Linked DNA regions of Zea mays: region 1 is linked to region 2. Evidence: chromatin contacts called from public Hi-C data. All regions are on one chromosome and are shown on one strand. The core of a region is the stretch at or near the end of the contact, and the rest is flanking DNA. Distances in the headings are between cores, read along the strand shown.

Evidence for each region. Hi-C and Micro-C count contacts between places; a contact is called where the count stands out from the background.
Region 1: a contact with region 2 is called in a Hi-C map of leaf, with 6 times the contacts expected there. The contact joins two enhancer-like sites. A contact is called at or near these places in 2 of 25 Hi-C or Micro-C datasets (ear and leaf).

The regions. Positions count from the first base shown.
Region 1 is chr1:148,178,637-148,185,207 of Zm-B73-REFERENCE-NAM-5.0, reverse strand. No RefSeq gene overlaps it. Among protein-coding and RNA genes, the nearest start is that of LOC103639382, 57 kb to the left of the region's middle. Within about 2 kb of position 2,212, at least 17 of the 20 cell types and tissues checked have an H3K27ac peak or open chromatin away from gene starts, as enhancers often do. A contact at or near this core is called in ear and leaf, where this site is marked.
Region 2 is chr1:147,849,467-147,856,391 of Zm-B73-REFERENCE-NAM-5.0, reverse strand. LOC103639340 (putative ribonuclease H protein At1g65750) reads left to right here. Exons shown (of 12, transcript XR_559390.4): 7 at 331-367; 8 at 714-760; 9 at 823-936; 10 at 1,015-1,054; 11 at 1,138-1,257; 12 at 1,396-1,725. Among protein-coding and RNA genes, the nearest start is that of LOC103639340, 33 kb to the left of the region's middle. Within about 2 kb of position 3,996, at least 19 of the 20 cell types and tissues checked have an H3K27ac peak or open chromatin away from gene starts, as enhancers often do. A contact at or near this core is called in ear and leaf, where this site is marked.

The DNA.
Region 1 (6,571 bases), core at 963-3,462, 330 kb before region 2:
GAGAAACAAGGTGGTTAGAATGTGCAAAGTACAATGGAGTCATCATGCGGAAGATGAAGCCACATAGCAGCGAGAAGATAAATTGTGAGTAGAATTCTCCCATCTCTTTCCTAGTTTGTCTTAATCTCGTGGTCGAGATTCCTTTAAGGGGGGGGGTAGGATTTGTAATACCTAAAGTCTAGATTTAGGGGAGGAGAGAGATGAGTAATCATACACTATGGAAATCTCCCTAATTATTTGTATCATTATCATATGTAGATCCACATGACTAGGACGTTAACTAAATAATATGCATTTCATTATGGATCTTATTTGGTGTGTTGCACTAAGTATATTGGTAGAACACTTTAGTTGAATCCAAAACCATAATTGGAAACTATATACATACATACATACATACATACATATATACAGATAAAATAAACAAAAAGGAGTTAGATATAAGAAGAAAAGAAACCAGAAAAGAAAAACAAAAAAAGAAAACAAACCTCGCGTTGGGTCCAAAGCTGCTGCTCGGCCGATCCAGCCCAGTCGCGCGCGCGGTGGCGCTGATAGGTGGGCCTCTCGCGTCAGACCCTGCGGCCAGCCCTTCTTCCACACCGAAGTAGCTTGCGAGTGGGACCTAGTCGTCAGCAAAGTTCATCCCCCAGGAACAACAAACTCCCGTCGCCGAGAAATCAGTCGCAACTGGCGTACCTGAATTCGGTTGCGTGCTATGGGGAAACCTTCCTGGGTCTCCGCGTGCCATGGCTATAAAAGACCAACGTCGTTCGTGTGCTGGGTTGTAACACCCAAAATTCTACTTTAGAATTTATAATTAAAAATGTCCCAAAATGAATATATTTTCTAAATAAAGGACTAAAATAAAAGATACTTAGAAATTAAATTATATTTGGATTGGATTATATATAGAAGAATTATGAGTTAAACTCTTCTTTTGGATAAAATAATTGGAGATATTCTCTAGATAGGTTGAGATAAAACTACCCTTTAGTATAAAATTATGTAATAGTAGTAGAAACATATGATTTAGATATATAATAACAAGAAGATTTTTCATGTGTGTTAAAACAAGTGGGATATTCCTTTCATTAACTTTGTAGTTTAAAATATTAATAAATAAATAAATACAGTAAAAATAAATGGAATACTTCTGCAAAAACATGTTGAAACCCTAGTATGATGCATTTTCAAAATTTGAGGTTTAAACTTGAATCAAATTCGAATTTGAAAATATGAAATGGAAAATAAAAATAGAAATGAGAAAAGAAAGAAAAAAAATAGTAAGAAACCAGACTTTGGGCCCAAATCCTAGCCTGAGGCCCAACTAAGGCAGCCCACTCCCACCGCGCGGCCCGCTCCGTTCCCTCCCCCTGCACCCGCGCTTCTCCTTTTCGAGTTACCGCCACAAGGGCCTGGGGCGTCAGCCTCCATCCGCACGACTGGCCCAATGGGCGGTGGTCTCGTGCCATCAGTTCCTCGCCCTTGGTTCATCGCACCGACCTGCGGGTCTCGTTATCATCCAGCCAGCCGCATCCACTGCCTGTCCCCTCTGCCATGTGGACCCAGCTTGTCATACCTCTCTTGTCCCTCACATAACAAACGTCGAACCTGGCGCCGCCGCATCCGGCGCGCGCGGGGGGTTGCTCCTTGAACCCCGTAACAACCCGGGCGGCCAGCTGGGACCAATTAGGTTTATTGCATGGGCATATTTAACGGAGCTCTCATGCACCTCGCAAAGACGTGATAGCCACAAGGAAAGACACGACGAAGTAGGCCGCGCCCTTGCCCTCGTGTCTTCGTCGTTGCCGTGGCGGCGTGGCCTTAGGGTCAAGCCGAGGAGCTCCACCAGTTCGCAAGGAAAATAGTGGCGACCTCGCCGTACGTGCAGAACAAGCGACATTGGGCTCGGGAATTCTTCGCCGGAGGAAGATCGTCGCCGCGGCTTTGCTGCTCGTGTGGCTAGGGGCACTCCCTGTCCAATCCGCGGTAATCAGCCCCTCCCAGAATTCATGGCATCCTTAGGATTGTTTAGCACCGAATCGAGTAGTCCGTTAGGCACCATAGCGTGAAAGGATTAGGCATCGGTGATTCAGTGTGTGCTCCACCGTGGGGCTGGACCGCCACCGTGTCTGAACGTAGGAGGAAGGGGATGAGCCGGATACCATTGACTCCCGATCCTTTGGCTCAGATTAGATAGGCGTTGGCATTGTACCTTGGTGCAATCCTAACCATAGATCGGTCTATGAATGGATCGGACTAGATCTCACCCTGATGATGTCTGGGCTGTAGATGCGGAATCGAGCGATCCAGAGGGAATCAAGCTTCATTAAATCCGTGAGGTAGATCCGGGATCGGGTGGCTGTAATGTGATACCGTTTCATAATCCAGCCGATTTAATCAGGGCTGCCAGATTACAATCGGGCGAACCAGAGCACTCCGCAGTCATAAGTTATGGTAAAGTTATCAAAGAGGCCCCCTCAAAATTAAGAAATCGACCCGCCATCCATGCTAGTGTAAGGAATCATACAGATCAGTCCTAACATTTTCACAAAAGCCCCTGATCTTTAGAACATTAGTGCGCGCAGTACAAACATAGAAGGCAATTAAGAAAACTAATATATAAAATGATTTTAGTTGACCAAAGATAGGAAAATTCATAACTCCTCCATTTTAACTCCTTTTGTATTCATTCCAGTTGCATTAGATTCATATAACTATTGTTTATCATCTAGAAACTTTATTTTGTTATGAAACATAAGTTAAAATTATGCACTTTAATATCTTTTGTACCCAACATTTAAATCTTTGGAAAATCATAACTCGTTCACCGTAACTCCGAATTTAGCGGTTCTCGAACCTACGATCTCATTACGATGCATAAAATATCATTATGTAGTATGTTATTATGTTTGGTGTGATGTTAACTTTCCTATACCATGTTTGTTTGTATTGCTATGATTAGCAGCGAGGTTACGAGTCACTTGAAGAGCAAGTTGGTACCTAGGAATCTTGAGTCTCAGGCAAGTTGTGCCCTTGATCACTCCTTTTTACCTAATAATGTTCGCTGTTAATCACTCTGACATGCTTAGGTTAATTTGATGGGACCTAATAGGTTTCCCTAGCTTTGTTTATCCCCCACCTTGCAAACAGATGAACTATTGGGTAGATTTGCTATTGTTCTACCTGGTTTTGGGAAACTAATATTTTATTATGATCTTGTTCCTATTATGTTGTTGTTTAATTATTGTTCACGATAATATCATATTGTTAATTAGAACATGGAGAATCACCCGGGACAACAGTGCTACCACAAGGGTGGAATGGGACGCCCTTGACCAAGTAATTAGGAAAGCTAGGGAGAGATTACCTTACCTGGTTAGGGGCAAGCGGGGAGGCGTCGCTACAGAGTATAGGGAGGTCCTCGGGTCGAACTGTCTGTAAAGGTTTTTAGATGAGGGATTTCTATGCTTCCTTCTTCCTAAATCCGTAGCAGGTTTTCTCGAACTAGTGGAACTTTGGAAAGGCCTCGTAGTGCTACCCTGCCTCGCTTCCTTGGTAGATGTGTATGGGGTCCGTACAACTCTGTGGCAAATGGGTAACATGACTTGTGGGTAAAGATGTGCAACCTCTACAGAATGTAAAATGGTATATTTGCCATGCTCACGGTCATGAGCGGCTCGGACGCTCACATGATTAACTTATGGAATTAAACTCAATTTGTTATTTACATTGCATTGTGGGTGTTGTTATTAATCTTGATCTCTTATTTAATTGGGTTGGTATCTACTTATACCTAGTAACTGCTAATAAAATTTTGACCAACTTTAAAAGCAATGTTCAGCTTTAACCATCCCCTTTGATAAGTCTTACACTTCACATGGACTCCCACCTTTGGTGAGTTCATGCACATTATTCCCCACAACTTGTTGAGTGATGAACGTATGTGAGCCCACCCTTGTTGTACTCACATCCTCCAGGTCAAAAACAGGTACCACAGGATGAGGCGCATGGAGGATGCTGCGATGAGATGGTGAGAGGTCTAGGCTGTCGTCTCCTAGTCAACTTTGGTTGCTCGATCTTTGTCTTCGTATGATGTAATTGTTTAACTATTTTGTACAAAACTTCTATTATGTAGTAAAGATGTGACATTTGTTTCTGTACCATTTATCATTGTATGTGTGATACTTGATACTAGCACACTTGGTGATTATTTCACGCTCGGGTTTTGGACTCCTAAAATCCGGGTGTGACATGGGTTCCCAGCCAAACACCGCCGACGCTAAGTGCTCCGCTTCGTGAAGGAAAGAGAGAGAGATTAGAGCCACGGCCATGAAATTAGGCGGCCAGTGTCGACCAAGCCCCGACTAGGGATCCTGGGTGCCTTGATTGAGGGCAGCAAGGCTAACCGTGGTGCCATTGAGGGAGGTGATCGACCAGAGCAACGAGGATTGTTTGTCATACCAATTCCTCCATCGAAGATCCACCCTCGACGCGGGTGCAGGCCTCTGTGCTTGTATAACTCCGGTAAGACTCCCTCTGAACCTTCGCCTTCGTCTCCACGCTGCACCATATCTGGAATCATAGAGGAGCACACGTTTGGGGATCAGGATTTGCTCACCGAGGTTAGAGCTTCCCCGCCAAATCTCTTGCCACCGTGGGTGGGCATCACCGCTGTTGTGCCACAGATAAGACCCTTACCATGTTGTCTGCCATAGAATCCTTTAGGTGTAGCACCAGTTTTTGTCGTGTTTGGCATGCAGCGGTGATGAGATTGTATGTCACCGATGGGCCTCCGCTGTGCTGGGTGCTTGCGCCGCTGTTGGTTATCATGGGGGAAAGGAGTGATGGCGTACCTCTATGGGCCATGGATGGTTGAATCTAGGGTCCTGATTAGCGCATGCTACTAGTTTGACCAGGGCTCATCGCAACCGTTGATCGACAGGCGAACAATCGGGGTTAGATCTGGGAAATACCAAATCACAACCGTAGATTTTTGGTCCTATGGATACAACTGTGTACCTGTTGGAATTGTGGGAGTTGTAATCTAGGCATTTGCAGCGTGTTTGATTTGATGGTTTGGCTCATCCATCGTGGCCTGGCTCCGCATGGAGCGGTCTTGCACTTTCTTGCGGAGTGAGCTGATCCCATGTGTTAGTATATTATTAGAACAACGCAGTGATAGACGACATCGTTCCGCGATACAAACCAAATGATAATGTAGGCTCGGATGTAGGTCCGGATGACTCCGGAAGCAGTCCAACCTGCAAACCAAACACGTCGTTGGTTCGAGATCCAATGGATTAGAATGGTCCATAACCCTTTGGCCAACAATCTTACAAAAGAGCCCCATGTTTTATGAATATAAACCTGCCGTCACACACAGTTCAAATAACAATGCATATAGGTCCAATTTTTAGCACATGAGTCCCTAGGCTTCTTCAGAATAGGACCCATAGTCTGGTGTTCATAAAAAATATAAATTTAAAACCAAAAATCAAATTTTAGCATAAGAATAATTTCATAAACTTAAATAAATCATAACTTATCCATTTTACTCTGAATTGATCCATTCCAGTTGCATACACATTAAACAACATTATTTCATCATGTTCTCAGATGTAATTAAATGATAAGTTTAGCCTAGGCCCCTTTCGAATTACTTTTCTAATTAAGAGTAAATACAATGCTTTTCAACCATAATTGGGCTTTGACTAAAAGATGACCTCTGGCCAAGTTATAACTTAGTTGAAGTTTAATTATCTATTTTGTAGTTTTGTCTCACATGAATTATATTGAACTACATAGAATATATATAGTATCACTATTAAATCACATAAAGATTCAGAGAATCATATCCTTATTACCGTAACTCCGATTTTAGTGGTTCTCAAACTTACGATCTCGTATCGACGTGTTGATCATATCCATACCAACAAGGTGCATCTTCTTTTTCGGAAGCCTATCTCGAAAGAACCTCCAAGTTAAGCGTGCCTGACTTGGAGCAATTTGGGATGGGTGACCATCTGGGAAGTTTTCTCGGGTGCGCATGAGTGAGGACAAAGTGCGCACAAAGGACTCGTGTTGGTCTGTGGGGACGATATATGATCCTATAGAGCTGTCAGGAGTAAGTACCGCTGATCCAGGGATTGGACGGGGTGTTACAGAATAGAAGTTGATAAATTGCAAGAGGTGATGAATTGGAAGCCACACACCATTGTCCGTTAGATTCAGAGTTTTCTGGGGTTGGCCGGGTATTATCGGTGATTCATTCTGGATTTCTCCCGAATTGCTAAGCCCATGACAGAACTATTGAAGAAGGGAGCAAAGTTTAAGTGGGGTCAGAAATGTGAAGATGCTTTTCACACCTTGAGGCAACATCTGACCATAGCACCTGTGTTGGCGCAACCTAACAACAAGACGTTTGACGTGTATTGTGATGCCTCTAGCACTGGGCTGGGTTGTGTTTTAATGCAAGACAACCGAGTCATTGCCTACGCATCAAGAGCACTCAGACCTCATGAGAAAAATTATCCTACTCGTGACTTAGAGTTGGAAAAATGTGGAGGCA
Region 2 (6,925 bases), core at 2,747-5,246:
GCAAAGAATGGAAGGAAAAAGTATCAAGTACCAGTATGTTTTGTCCACCAAATTCAGCCATTCCGTTTTGTTTTCCTGGTGGTACTTTCACAGTTGCAGTGGGAGTTCCAGAATTTCAGTAATGAAGCAGTTCCTAATTCAATGGTACCCTAGGGTCATGTGCAAACAAGTTGTATTTTCTAGTGCATCTTAACCCAGTGCTTGCATAGTTGCGTGAAACAGAATAATGTCGACACATAACATGTATATCTGTGAAGTCATTTCCATTTCCCAGTGGCTTGTAACATGAAGCAGTCAATGTTTAATAAGTGATGGAACATACGCATGCAGGTTGCCAAATCTCAGAGCAAGCAAAACTTCATTGAAGGTACAGGTTTCTCTGAAAACAGAAAAAATACTTAGCGTCTTTCCATGCCATTTCATGCCTGTGTTGTATTCATGTTGACATGCTTCCACATATGGGGAGTTTATTGCACAGGGTACATTAGCCATTTCATGTGTGACATATTTTATTATTGTTTACATTGTGTGTCTGTTAAACTAGTGATTCTGCTTTCTCCCCTCCTACCGAGGTCTATTGAAATCTACATAATCTTGCCTTTTCAGATGTATGGATACAAGATTATGCAAAACATAGATGAGTAGCTAGTCAAATCATCAAAACTGAATAATTTGTAATTTCGACTGGACTTGGATGTGGTGTTTACATGCAGGGGAGAAACATGTCATATTTAACTCAGAAGGGAGCCTGGATAAGTTTGTTAGTATTTACTCTCCTCCCTCCCTTCCCACAACTATGCTTTTCAGTTTTTAATCAAACAGGAAAGTGATGCTCAGAACAAGCCCGGGAAACTCTACACACAACTGGTGTCAGCTCAGCTCAAGATCCAAGACATCAAATCACAAAGATCAGCGCTTCTTTTAGAAATCAGCAGAGTATATCAATTAGGACCTAAGCTTCTTTATTATTATATGTACCTAGTGAGACTAACAGACATGAATATACTTTTGCAGATCAAGCAGATTCTGGAGCAAGAGAAAAACATAATTCCTGGTTTTCCCGTAATTTCATTGCTCATGTTTAAACATTGATCATGTTAAATTCTTCCTATATGCATTGTCATCTGGTCCTTGCAGGCTGCACTACAGCAGATGGATATGAAGTCATTGGAGGAGGAATACAAAGCTCTGCAAGGTGATAAATCGGGGGAAGTTGAGTACTTCCAGTCTCTTGATGAAACAATTAATGGGATGAAGGTACTTTGCTCGTGCTGTTCAGTTTGGATGCCACATCATGACTATACCATTAGGAATTATTCATTTTGCTTTTCTCATGGCCATACTTCGTGCAACTCTTAGCAATTTTAACATGTGAACTTCAATTCCTCCATTCAGGGGATTTTGGATCCTGTCAAATGCCAATGTGGACTGGAGTACAACTTAAAACTTGATGGTGAAGCCATGGATATAAGCTAAGCAAGAACGACCACATACGCAGATGCCCATCTCCACCAGATTTCGTGCATTTTAGATCTGTACAGTGTGAGAGATGGATTATTCTTTGGAAGGTACAGAATCTTCTCGCATGTATACGGGTGGATGCTTTGGGCAGAGCTTGACAGCGTCATCGCGAATAATATAGAATTCTGATGTTAGAACTATCTGGAGCTTGAACGGACTATACGGCCATAGTTTTGTTCAATAATTGTTTTTCCTTACGCTCAACCGCTTGTCCAGATTGCAGACATAAAAGATGCTCATGTTTTTTCTAATCACCAACTAGAGATGGCAATGGGTAAATACCCATCGGGATTACTACCCCATACCCATACCCATGACACAAAAATAACTCTATCGGGTCACCCATATACACTGGTGGGTATGGATTTACCTCCATACCCATACCCATGTGGGTATGGGTCACCCATCGGGTCACCCGTACCCACAAAAATTAAACATATATCAAAATATTATATTATACAAATGTCAAGTATATTCATCTAAATACCATTAGGTCCCGTTTGTTTCCTTTCATTTTGAGGAATTGGAATCTTACTAATGAAATAGGTTATTTTTTAGAATGTGAAATTCCACCACTTTCCAAAGTTATCATATAAGCCTATCTCAAATTCAAGGGTGAGAGGTGGAAATTGATTCTATAGATTTACATGCTATTTTTTCGATGTACAACTTATAGCACACTCTTATACTTGCCTTGCTATAACATAAATGTAGTATATAACTATCTCTCTCATATGATTTAAGATAATATACAAATATATTACATATATAAATATATGAACTTAATTAGTTTTGTCTAAATTATAATTATTAAATTGGAATTCAATTCCAACGAAACAAACAGGACCATACAAAGTTTCTAGTCTCATTTAACCATCTATTCAACACACCAAAGATAATTAGATAAAGTAGTAACACTAGGATAGTATTACATAGCACATTACATGTTCCATTACATGGTCATTAAATTGTCGTTAAGCCTTCTATGACATTATGGCCTAAAAGGTTGTTAAATAGTAAAAAAGATGGATGACTAAAGTCTAAGTTCATGCTTGGCTAAGTTTATATTGGGTATTTTATACCCACGGGTTAACAGGTATGGGTGAAGGCGGAACGTCCTAATACCCGTTTACCCATTGGGTGAAGATTTTTGCCCAATAACATATCCACGGGTAGAATATTTAGCACACATACATACCCTAATGGAGTAAATACCCATCGGGTATCGGGTCGCGGGTACCCATTGCCATCTCTATCACCAACTAACCAGTATTAAAGGCTAAAAAAACTTTTGATTCATTGAACTAATTAGAAACTAAAAGCTAAACTATAAACAAGGCTTTCTACATGCATGGACAAAATTATTTTTAAGCCTTAGAATTTGTAACACCCAAAATTCTATTTTAGGAGTATTAATATTCTATCAAAATGATTAATAATTACTAATAAGAATTTTTTCCTTTCAAGGTTACTCTCTAAAATAGATTAAACTTAAGTTTGAATTCTCTTTTTTTGGACTTAAAAAGGGAAGATAGAAAATATAAAAATATCCTTATATAGGTTAAGTTATTGAATAATATATTTAAAGACATTCACTAGAAAGTGTAGGTTAGAGTATATTTTAATAAATACTACACCTTATAAATTAATTTTTTCTAAATAAATATTTAACACTGGTTGGGATGATTAAAGAAAAGCTTATTCAACACCGGTTGAGTTGGTTTGGACATGTCCAATGGAGACCCATAGAGGCACCGGTGTATAGAGGCATCATACGACTGGACAATAATGTGAAGAGAGGTAGATGACGACCAAACTTGACATGGAAGGAGACAATCAAAAGGGACTTGAAGGAATGAAATATCCCAACAGTGTTTGGATAAAAGTGCTTGGAAAGAAGTTATCTACGTGCTCGAACCGTGATTATGCTTTTTTCTTTTAGTGTTCTCAAAAGCTTTTTCCTCCCCTTTCTCTCTCTTTCCCCTTTTGGTGACATCTTTTGGGTTTCAACTCTAGTCTACCCCAACTTGCTTGGGACTCAAAGGCTATGTTGATGTTGATATAAATATTATTGTGTGTATGTAAAAAAAACATTTGCATAAATGAATAAAACAATAAATAAATGATAAATAAAATTATACTTGCATTCATATTGGTGTTTACTTGTGCATTTAAGTTGAACTCAAACTAGAGTTTGAATTTGAATAGAAGACTGAAAATTTGAAACAAAAATGAAATCAGGAAAAAGAAAAGAAAAGAGAAAGACCTTACTTGTATATGTGCCCATCTCCCTTTTGCTCCTGTTTTTAGGGTTTAGGGTTGAGCACTAGCAGAACTAGGCACCAGCCCACGTTCTCTCCCCCACACCTCCAATTTTTCTTTTATTTATTCTCTTCACGCAGATTGCATCATCATGACGCATGAGTGATGTCAACCAGCAAATAAGCCGCGCGAACTCATGATTTCCCTTCGCTCACGTGTGGACCTACTCCGCCAGACACCCTTTCACCTGCATCCTTGCTTCCACCGACGCAGGGGACCGTTGGGCTGATGCTTCTTCCACGCTGAGGGACGCAACTAACTCACAGTAACAAACGCGAAATCAGTTCGTCTCGATTCGCCGATCCCTGGGCGACGATTTTGGGATTCGATTGGCAATCTGGGTTCTGTTCCTGAGTATATAGCGACTGTGACTCCCTTGCTTCCTCCCATCGCATCGCCATAGGGACGATTAAGTCGAGTCCTCGAGCCTTCGCCATGGGCGAGCAGGGAGGTGAGAGATCCGCCAAAGTCGAAATCCATCCGCACCGCCGTGCTAATCTGGACAAGTGACCAAGGGGGTTCGCCAAGCCATGAAGAATCGTTCGATGGAGCTCTGGGGTGCGGGAACCATGGATTGCTCGCCGAATTTTTTGGGTGTCGCCACGCTGCCAAGTACCATGGACCGACTTCCCCATAACAGTAGTAACACCACCGCTGGTGAGTTCTATCCCAGATGACTCGCTTAGACGGTCTCCAGCAACGTCTTCTATATATATCCTCTATATCCGTTATTTACAGTTCTCTAAAAGATTTTATCTTATATCTACTTTCTCTCCAACAACGTCCTCTAAATCACGTCCTCTATATGTAAATACTTATATTAAAGATATTTTTAATTTTTTAATTTTTATATACGTATTTGTCATACTCTCAAATGTATTGTACATATTTTAGTTTTATTAAACCAGTTGTTTAAAGTATTCAAATAGATAGAGAACCGTTTAGAGAAACTCTACGTATAGAGGATCTAGCAGCGTTCTCTAAATTTAGAGGACTATTTAGAAAACGTTGCTGGAAGGAGTAGAGGACGTCCTCGTCCTCTAAATTTAGGGTACATGACCCTTTAGAGCTCCTTGTTGGAGCTAGTCTTAGCTCTGTGTGTCGTATAGGATCTATCAGAGTGGTGGGAGGGGCACGTGAGCGCCAAGATTGCATCCCGCCGGCGACCCCTCGAGAGGAGCCCAGTGTCCTGCGCCGTGGTGTGGTATCGAAAGTGGAAGAGGAGAGCTAGCCATAGGATGCTAGATGAACGGCTTGGATTATGCAAGGGCATAACGCTTCACCGTGTTGATTAAGGGCCGAAGATCGTGTGGCTGGCGCTGCGTACCGATTCGATGTTAAGGAGATATAATCAGGACCGTTGGTTCTGATTGGACGACTGTGATGGATTGGTACCCCTTCAGCCGAGGACATTTTATTAGAGTGATCCTAGACATTTTAAAAATAAGCGCACCGTCCCACATAGCTCAAAGATGAGTACATGTAGGTCCTGTTTTTAGCACATAAGTCCCTGTGCTTTCTAGAAATCATATCCGTAGCGTAGAATCCTTGGATAATTATAAAAATAATCTAGAAAATGATTTTTGACATAAAATTAATAAGAAAACTTACATAATTCATAACTATCACGTTTAACTCCAATTTTAGTGGTTCTCGAACCTACGATCTCGTAGGAGCGTGTGGAATAGTATTACTCAGTTTGTTTCCTTGTTTGGTGTAATACGATTTTTATTTATTTCTTGTCTTTTTTATGTATTGTTACGATAGAAAAGCGAGGTTATGACGAACCTGAAGTCCAACCTGGAGAAGTACTTGAAGTCGCACCAAAAAGGCAAGTTGTATCCATGATCACATTCTTTGACCTAACAATATTTATGATTCTGTTCTCACTGCTGCACAGTTAGGTTAACTTCACGAGGAATGAGGTATGACATTTAGTTCCACGTCCTAACCAAAATGTTGTAGGTACCAAGTGGGTATTCTATAACAAACAAGATGAGCATGATCTGGTGACTAGAAACAAAGCCCGACTTGTTGCCAAAATATATTCACAAGTCAAAGGTTTGGATTTTGATGAAACCTATGCACCTATAGCTAGGCTTGAGTCAATTCATACATTACTTGCCTATGCTACTTACCATGGGTTTAAGTTGTATAAAATGGACGTGAAGAGTGCCTTCCTCAATGGCCCTATCAAGGAAGAGGTGTATGTTAAGCAACTTACCGACTTCTAAGATTGTGAGTATCCTTCACATGTGTATAAGCTCTCTATTAGCTTCCAGCTGTGGACGAGAAGGGAGAACGGAGGAGCGGAGGAAGAGGATAAGCTTGGAGAAGAAGATACAGTGGGACAGTAATGTTTATTCTTATCTTCATTCATGAGTTTTCCAGAGTTTCCAGCATTGCATATATAAAATTGTGTCCCTGCGTACAAGGGCTACTACTTGGACCACTGTGGGCTTGTCACGCGGGAGTTGGGCTTGATCAGCCTTTTGGGCCTCGTCTCCTGCTCGACAGTGCTTTGATTTCCTTCGGCTCCCATCTGTGGATGTGTTTGGTGCTCTTGGTGGCTGACATCTTCCCCCCTTTAGCACCAGCTTGTCCCCAAGATGGGGCTGATGGAAAGCGTTGCTTCAAGGGCTCCAAGTCTTCCCAGGTGGCAAGAGACATCGACAGTAATGACCATCTGATCAATCCTTGGGGTATTGCTCGGAGTCCGCGGGTGACTACGCGTCGCTGTAGGATAGCCACTGGAAATTGTGAGTGAACAGTAGAATCAGGGAGCTCTGGTGTTACCTGAGCCATTGGTGGTAGAGCTCTTTTCAATTGTGAGACATGGAATGTGGGGTGAATCGCAGCAGACGCCGGCAGATCTAGAGTATACGCCACAATACCAATTTTAGCCAGCACCTTGTAAGGTCCGAAGTAACGGAATGACAACTTCTGAGATGCCTGTGGTTGGAGAGATGTCTGAACATAAGGCTGTAGTTTTAAGAAGACCATATCACCAATCTGAAACACCTGCTTTGAACATTTTTTGTCGGCCTGAGATTTCATTCTATTCTTAGCTCTGCTGAGGTGC